3 separate regions of the Mus musculus genome follow, and all the other regions are linked to region 1. Evidence: chromatin contacts called from public HiChIP or PLAC-seq and Micro-C data. All regions are on one chromosome and are shown on one strand. Each heading gives the region's core, a stretch centred on a gene start, on an enhancer-like site or on the middle of the called end of the contact. The rest is flanking DNA. Distances are from core to core; before and after follow the strand shown.

The links. A called contact is a pair of places that touch in the nucleus more often than the background predicts. HiChIP or PLAC-seq counts read pairs in DNA pulled down with a chosen protein or histone mark.
Region 2: a contact with region 1 is called in a Micro-C map of muscle stem cells, with 3 times the contacts expected there. The contact joins the enhancer-like site here to the promoter of Gk5 in region 1. A contact is called at or near these places in 2 of 39 promoter capture datasets (the HPC-7 cell line and macrophages), 1 of 15 datasets of contacts at CTCF or cohesin (the NIH/3T3 cell line), 12 of 484 Hi-C or Micro-C datasets (the HPC-7 cell line, adipose-derived mesenchymal stem cells, cortical neurons and 7 more), 4 of 115 datasets of contacts at active chromatin or transcription factors (embryonic stem cells, intestinal villus epithelium and kidney) and 1 of 9 other capture datasets (adipose tissue).
Region 3: an H3K27ac HiChIP or PLAC-seq map of embryonic stem cells shows a contact between it and region 1, with 13 read pairs. The contact joins the enhancer-like site here to the promoter of Gk5 in region 1. A contact is called at or near these places in 1 of 39 promoter capture datasets (the HPC-7 cell line), 3 of 15 datasets of contacts at CTCF or cohesin (the NIH/3T3 cell line, embryonic stem cells and pro-B cells), 10 of 484 Hi-C or Micro-C datasets (the HPC-7 cell line, Sertoli cells, double positive thymocytes and 6 more), 5 of 115 datasets of contacts at active chromatin or transcription factors (the SCID.adh cell line, embryonic fibroblasts, embryonic stem cells and 1 more) and 3 of 9 other capture datasets (adipose tissue, liver and pancreatic islet).

The regions. Positions count from the first base shown.
Region 1 is chr9:96,118,112-96,120,707 of GRCm38.p6, forward strand. Gk5 (glycerol kinase 5 (putative)) reads left to right here and starts at 1,318. Exons shown (of 16, transcript NM_001368879.1): 1 at 1,318-1,501. The coding sequence starts at 1,340.
Region 2 is chr9:96,066,447-96,069,042 of GRCm38.p6, forward strand. No RefSeq gene overlaps it. Among named protein-coding and RNA genes, the nearest start is that of Gk5, 52 kb to the right of the region's middle. Within about 2 kb of position 1,300, at least 2 of the 459 cell types and tissues checked have an H3K27ac peak or open chromatin away from gene starts, as enhancers often do. A contact at or near this core is called in muscle stem cells, where this site is marked.
Region 3 is chr9:96,166,053-96,168,648 of GRCm38.p6, forward strand. The region is part of intron 11 of Gk5 (glycerol kinase 5 (putative)); the gene reads left to right. Among named protein-coding and RNA genes, the nearest start is that of Tfdp2, 29 kb to the right of the region's middle. Within about 2 kb of position 1,284, at least 23 of the 459 cell types and tissues checked have an H3K27ac peak or open chromatin away from gene starts, as enhancers often do. A contact at or near this core is called in Sertoli cells, embryonic stem cells and trophoblast stem cells, where this site is marked.

The DNA.
Region 1 (2,596 bases), core at 68-2,567:
AAGTTTCTAAGCTTGCCTGGACCTACAACCAATTCTTTAAAGTTTCTTTCCCTCAGGAACTGGGAGAGATAGCTCCGTAGGTAATGTGCTTGCCAGTCAAACATGAGGACCAGAGTTTGGTGCCTATTCACGACAAGAGCATATAGAATCCTAGGGAGCCTTTGGTCCTAGTAAGAGATTGCCTTGAGGAACAAGGTCAAACTTCAGTTGTGGCTCTCAGGTTCTGGCTCTGCCTTCCCTCTGGTATTTGTACAGTTTCAGTTTCTCAAGAGAATCGGACAGCATAGGACTATTAGTCATGCATACAACGCTGGAAAGTCTCTCTCTCTCTCTCTTTCTCTCTCTCTCACACACACACACATTCATGCATGACCAATTGGTCACCAACGATATAGGGCAGACCTGTGCCAGATGGTGCAAATAGGCATTGCTGTGTAGAGACAGACTATTAAGAGAAGCCACAAACAAACAAAAATAAATATGGTGTTCACAGTCAAGCTTCAAGTGACAACCCAAATCCAACTTGGCAAATCTCTGGGAAGCAAGTAGGCTAACAGAGTAATATAAACAAGAAAATATTCCTTTAAGCTGATAAGCTACCCACAAAACATTCTCACGAAATTTAAACTTTGTGTCGCGGCAAAGGCCCTTTAGTGCCATACAAAACTTGGACATCTATTCATCGTTGTGTAATACATGCAAGCTTTTCTGGGAAGACTTCATGAGGAACCTCCTATACTTTTGAATGTCTTCCCACGGACTGGAAAGATGGCTCACTGGTTAAGAGCACTAGTTGCTCTTGCTGAAGACCGGGGTTTGGTTATCATTGCCTACATGGAAGCTTGCAATCGTCGGAGGTCCTCTTCTGACTTCTACATGCATCAGGCACATGTGGCTCACACACATAAATACAGGCAAAAAACTAAGTGAACATGAAAAAAAGTTTAAAATTTTTTCATCTCACTTGATTTTTCCTAACAGATATTCGTAAAAAAGTAATCTGGGCTAGAAGGGAACTAAAAAGTTTCAAAGTAACGGTCGCTGAACGGTGACATCCAGTACAGCGCTGCGGTAAACGCCATCTTTGCCAAATTCCCACGAGCTGCTCGGCGCGCTGCCCTGACGTCACGGTGCTAGGGGCGGAGCGTGGGGTAGCAAGGCTTCCCGAAGGGGCTGAACGAGGCGGGGCGGGGTCTTGTGAAGGGGCGGAGCCTAACTCGTCGAGGGGCGGGACAGGGCGCGGTGTAGGAGGGGCGGGGCCGCGAGCTCTCCGCCCGGGGTCTGGCGTTTATAGCTCCGCGCTGGCCGGCCCGTGGCGACTGCAGTGTTCGGGGTCGCGATGTCAGGGCAGCAGGAGCGTGCAGAGCGGCAGCGAGAGGAACTGAGCGCGTCGGCCTCGCCGCCCTCCCGCTTCGTGCTGGGGCTGGACGTGGGCAGCACGGTGATCCGCTGCCACGTCTATGACCAGACGGCGCGAGTGCGAGGCTCCAGCGCGCAGAAGGTGACTAGGCGCGGCGGGAGGGTCTCGGGATCTGACTGCACCCTAGCTCTTCCTGCACCTCTGGGGGGCTCGGGCCGGCGTGGCCCGGTGTCTGTCTCTCGCTTCCTGTCCCGCGGGACTCAGCGCTCTAGCTTTACCTGGGTGGAACCGAGGTGACTCTCGGGGCAGCGCGGGCAGATTGTGTATATGTGGACAGAAGGTGGTTAGTGATTTGCGTGGTTTTTCTGCACTTCCTCGTCGACCTTTTATGCCTTTTAGCTCTTCAGATTTTGATGGAATATAAAACTGTGGGTTTTTTTTTTTCGGTTGTGTTATTTAAACAATTCGTTGCATTTATTATTTGTGTATCTGTGTGTGCTCGCGTGCTATATGGCACACATTTAGGAGTCAGAGGACAACTTTCTTGGGCATCGGTTTTCTCCTTCCACCATGTTGGCCCGGTCCCTAGGATTGAACTCAGGTCTTCAGGCTTGGCAGAAGTACTTTTACCGCCAAGCCACCTTACTGGTTGCGTTCGTAAAAGTGCTAGGTCCTCACATTAACATTTAACTTCCATGGATATTGGAGACACTGAGCACATTTTGAAAGCTTTGTTATCCTTATTTCTTTCCATCTTTGAGAATTCATTAAAAAGTATCTTCTGGCTTGAGAAGCCTGCCAAAGCATTGGTTGGTCTTTGTTAGCAAAGCCTTAAACCTCAGATGATACTAGTTAACAGCCAACCCCCATTTTAATAAAGCGCTAATTTCTATACAGTGGTCAATGCAGTTGATTGAGTGTAGTGTTCTTATTTACTCCTTTAAATACTAGCATTTTCTAATGTTTAAAATATTAGCGAAGGGATATGAGAGCCATTTAACTTCTTCCTTACAGCACTGGGCTCCCCCCTTTTTTCCCTGTGCTATCCTACATCGACTAGGGTAAAAGTTAAGTAGTGACTGCCTTAAGAATTTACTTTGAGGAAATAGACTAGACGTTCCCTTCAGGGATCTGAGCTAGGAGGTGAGTTGCAGCAACTGCGCTGCTCGCTCTCTCTCTGGCCAGCTGTGTCGGAACACTGCCCACCCACTCAGTCCATCCCTGTCCCAACCTTTA
Region 2 (2,596 bases), core at 50-2,549, 52 kb before region 1:
ATTTTTAAAGTATGACTGAAGGAATCACTCTATTAGATGAAGTAAATCGAAACCTAGCTGACTTGGAGGCAGAGCATCGACCCAGCTCTCATACTGGCTTGCACTGATATAACCTTGGGGAATGGACTCCATACAGTTTTCATAGCCATAGCTCTCCCCATTGTTATGTAAACACGGACGTTCTTTCTGTGTCCTACAAAATGTTTGTTAAATATTTTATTTCTGTCTTCCAGCCTAGACACCCCTACACTACATACTGGGTTGCAGCTCTCCATACTCACTGCAGTTTGCTGTTTTCCAATCCCTACTGAGGTTGGGATTCTCGGATCAGGACCTTCACCCCTTTCAGCCATAGCTTTCCATGTGTCTTTCTTTGATGGACAGGGAGATTCCATGTCTATGCCATATAAAAGATATTTTTTTAATAAAAGAATTTTTGCTTTCACTGCTTTTTCTGTCTTCAACAACCTACTTTTTTTGTTTTTATTTCCTTACTGATAGCTTTAAGCTGAATTTACTTTTCCTATAGAGACGAATGGTATTGGCATAAAAACGGACACGATAATCAATGGAATCAAATAGAAGACACAGACATAAATCCACACACCTTTAGACACCTGATTTTTGATAAAGGAGCCAGAAATACACACTGTAAAAAAAAAAAAAAAAGACAGCATTTTAAAGGGGGTTGATCTAACTGAATGTAGAAGAATTCACACCTATCCATATTGATCACCCCACACAAAACTCAAGTCCTATTTGATCAAAGACCTCAACATAAAACCAGATACACTGAATCTGCTAGAAAAGAAAGTGGGGAATGGCCTTGAACATGTTGGCACAAGAGACAACTTTCTGAACAGAACACAGCACAGGCACTAAAATCAACAATTAATAAATGTGACACCATGAAACTGAAAAGCTTCTACAAGGCAAAGGACACTGTCAGAAGGACAACACAGCAGCCTACAGATTGGGAAAACATTTTTACAAACTCCACTTCCAATATAGGACTAATATCCAAAATATATAATGAACTCAAGAAACTGGCTATCAAAACAAAACAAAAACAAAAACAAATAATCTAATTTTAAAGTGGGTTACAGATATAAACAGAATTCTCAATAGTTGAATCTGAAAAGGCCAAAATACTTAAAAGAAATGTTCAACATTCTTAGGGAAATGCCAATCAAAACTACTTTGAGATTGTAGTGGTCTGACCCGCCACCTCCCAGAACAGCTGTAGCCATTCTGTTCCATGCCTGCCAGCTGTTTCATATTGTTTCTGTAATATGCCTGGTAGTCACTGACACCGAGAAGTGACTTAGCTCAAGGGCATGATGACCATATTTCCTGTTTTGTTCTGTGTGCTCTGCTGAATGTTTCTCTCTCTCTCTCTCTCTCTCTCTCTCTCTCCTCTCCTCTCCTCTCTCTCTCTCTCTCTCTCTCTCTCTCTCTCTCTCTCTCTCTCTCTCTCTCTCCAGTCCAAAGGTTTATTTATTTATTATATGTAAGTACACTGTAGCTGTCTTCAGACACACCAGAAGAGAGCATCAGATCTCTTTACAGATGGTTGTGAACCACCATGTGGTTGCTTGGATTTGAACTCAGGACTTTAAAAAGAGCAGTCAGTGCTCTTAACCACTGAGCCCTCTCTCCAGCCCATTCTGAATGCTCTGATGAGGTTTGATAATCTTAAGAAATTCCACAAAGCTTTACATAGTACCCATCAAATCAAAGGTCAATATGAACTATTATGTCTAAAAGATCTTGAATCAGCGCTGACCACTGGAAAGCCCTTCCTGCACCTTCCTAGGAGCTCACTGTGGCTTTTGTGGCTGACACTGAAGAATGCTACTAATAAGCCCAAAAGTTATGATTATAATACTCATGCTCTGTTATCTCGATGTTCTGAAATTCCCTTGCTCACCATTCATCCACCCCACCCCTTACCTTACTCAGGACCAACTTAAAGGTTTGCTGATAAGACTTTGCCTAGTAAACCAGCTGCTCCCCTCCTTGCCCTTTAAAGTTTTGAACCTGATTTTTCCTATAAAAAGCCTACCCTGAGAGATGGCGAGTACCACAACTAGGCTTCCCGGTCCTTTTTGCAGTCCTGAAGAGTCAGTATCAGGGTGTACATTCAATAAATGATTCTTGCTTAACTGAGATCAGTGTTTGTTTGATTTGATTCCTGAACTCCAACACAGATTCCATCTTACACGGGTCAGATGGCTAATATCAATAACACAAGTGAAGCTCACACTGGCCAGAGTATGGAACAAGAGGAACACTCCTTCACTGCTGGTAGAAGGACAGTCACTGTGGAAATTAATGTGGTGGTTCCTAAGAGAACTGGGAATTGATCTACCTAAGACCCAACTATACTACTCTTGGGAAGAAGACTGCTTCATCCTATTACAAGGCTGCACACATGCTCAGCCATGTTCATTGTGACTTTAATCATAATAACCAGAAACCGGAAACAACCTAGATGGCCCTCAACAGAAGAATGGATAGACAAAATATGGTACTTTACACAATGGAGTGCTACTCTACTGTTTTAAAAATGTTGTTGCTGGGGTGGTGGTGGCCC
Region 3 (2,596 bases), core at 34-2,533, 48 kb after region 1:
CTGTCATGCTGTCTCCAGTTTTTCCAGTTTCTCCTGTTGTTTCCATTTCTTTTGAGTCAATCCAAATGAGTTCATATTTTTATTATACTTTTTGTTTCTAAAGTCCTCAGTCAGCTGTCTTCATATATTCTATTTTCTTTTTTTTTTAATTGAGAAAGGATTTTTTTAAGATTTATTTATTTATGTATATGAGTAAACATTGCTCTCTTTAGACACACCAGAAGAGGGCATCAGACCTCCCATCACAGATGGTTTTGAGCCACCATGTGGTTGCTGGGAATTAAACTCAGGACCTCTGGAAGAACAGTCAGTACTCTTAAGCACTGAGCCATCTCTGCAGCCCCAAAGGATTTTTGTTAAATATTTATTTTTATTTTATGTGTATGCTTGCAACATATACTTGGGCCCCTCAGTAGCCAGAAAAAGGCATCAGATCCCCTTGAGCTGGAATTATAGCCAGTTGTGAGCTGTCATGTGGGAGCTGGGAATTGAACCCGCATCCACCAGAAAAGCAGCCAGTGGGGTGTTTGTTTATTTGTTTGTTTTGTTTGTTTGTTGATTTTTCAAGACAGGGTTTCTCTGTCTAGTGGTGGCTGTCCTGAAACTCACTTTGTAGGTCAGGCTGACTTCTGATTCAAAAAGATCTGCATATATCCCTGTGCTGGGGGATTAAAGGCGCCTGTCACCACCCCCTGCCGCAGCCACTGCTCTTAGTGCAGCTCTGTCCCTCCTCTGTTCCTTTGCTAGGCTCCTGCCTTTGGTTTTAAGTCTGAGAAGCAGACCGTGGCTGTTTGTTGTTTTCAAGTTTTTCTCTGATCTTAATGTCTGAGGTATCTTGGGCTTTATAAATACCTATTCTCTTGCAAAGGATTAAGAAAATTAACCAATTTTAAGGTGTTTCTGACATTAGGCTATTTATGAGACTCCTGTTTAAATCCTCTGGGGAATTTTGATATTGTAAGTTTTTCTTTCTTATATTAATGTCTTATTTATTTTCTGCTTACGAATGCTTTGCCTGTGCCCACAGAGGTCAGAAGAGGGTGTTAGAACCGGAATGAGTGGGAAGCGCCATGTTATCTGGGAACTGAACCCAGGTCACCTACAAGAGCAAAAAGTGCTTTCAACCACTGAGCCATCCCAGCTGCCCCTTAAGTTGTTCTTGTAGGCAGTCCATTAGGATGGGCTGAGAAGGCAAACGCCCCACTGCCCTTGGGTTGTTTCCATTGTCCTTTCTGTTTTCCAAGCTTTTGCTCTGCTGTTTGGCTCTGTCACTCAGTAGTGCCACCTGGTGGCCAGTCTTGGAAGTGTTCTGCCTAGAGAGTCGTTCAGTGATTGGTTTATCTGTGCTCACATCTTCTTTGTTTGGGCAGTCTTTGAAAAAGATCATTACAAGGTAATGATCTTGAATGCCGCTTTTCAGGGGTCCCCCTGATAGTTTGGCAGGGGCTGCGCCCTGGTGTCCTGGCTATGCAGTGTGCATTAGTCTCTGCTGAACACGTTCCTTCTGTCTGCATGGCAGAGGAGAGAGGGAGGGAGGGAGGAAGGAAGCCTTTTCCATGTGCCCTTGACCTGACATTGTTTTCCCTACTGTTTTTCCCTTTGAAATTTTGAAAATATTTTTTCTCTTGTAATCTATCCTGAATACAGTTTCCCCTTGAATGAAAACACTGAGGACATGAGCGCTCCTAGGTATGGGTTAAGAAGGTTTATTGTAGATAAATGGAAGAGTGCAGCCAGAGGCATCTAAAAGGGTCCAGATTGAACCTGGCCTTGAGATGAGAGAGGTAGGGGGAGGAGGAGATAAGAGAAGAGGGGGCAGAGCAAGATGAGTCACAGACCTGGGGGGGGGGTAGAGACTGTGCAGCCAAGATGGCTGGAGGAAGGGCAATGACACCAGGGGCTGGAGAGTTGAGAGTAGGAGCGGCAGGTGCTGAGGTGCCAGGCCTCTATCACAGGGATGGACTGAGGGAGGCTGGCAGCCAGAGTCCTCAGCCATTTGTCGGGGTTTGAGAACCAAAACCTCTCCCTTTCCGCTTTCCATCTCCTCTCCTCCTGTCCTATCTATCCCCTTTCTCTCCTTAGAAAACACTCAGCAGGGCAGTGGTGGCTCACACCTTTAATCCCAGCCTTTGGGAAGCAGAGGCCAGCCAGTATCCTCTACAGATTGAGTTCCAGGACAGGTAGGAATACAACAGAGAAATCTTGTCTTTTAAAAAAAAAACATTTAAAAAAAAAAAAGAAAGAAAAAAAAAGGAAAGAAAAGAAAAAAGAAAATGGTTTTCTAAGAGATAATAAAGTATAAAAACAAAAGTTCCATATTAAAATTGGACAAGACGTGGCTGGTGAGGTGGCTCAGCGGGTAAGAGCACCCGACTGCTCTTCCGAAGGTCCTGAGTTCAAATCCCAGCAACCACATGGTGGCTCACAACCATCCGTAACAAGATCTGACTCCCTCTTCTGGAGTGTCTGAAGACAGCTACAGTGTACTTACATATAATAAATAAATAAATCTTTAAAAAAAATTGGACAAGACAAACAGAAGGAATAATCTAAAAGAAGGCATAAGAATCAGAAACCCACTTGTTGGGGCACTCAG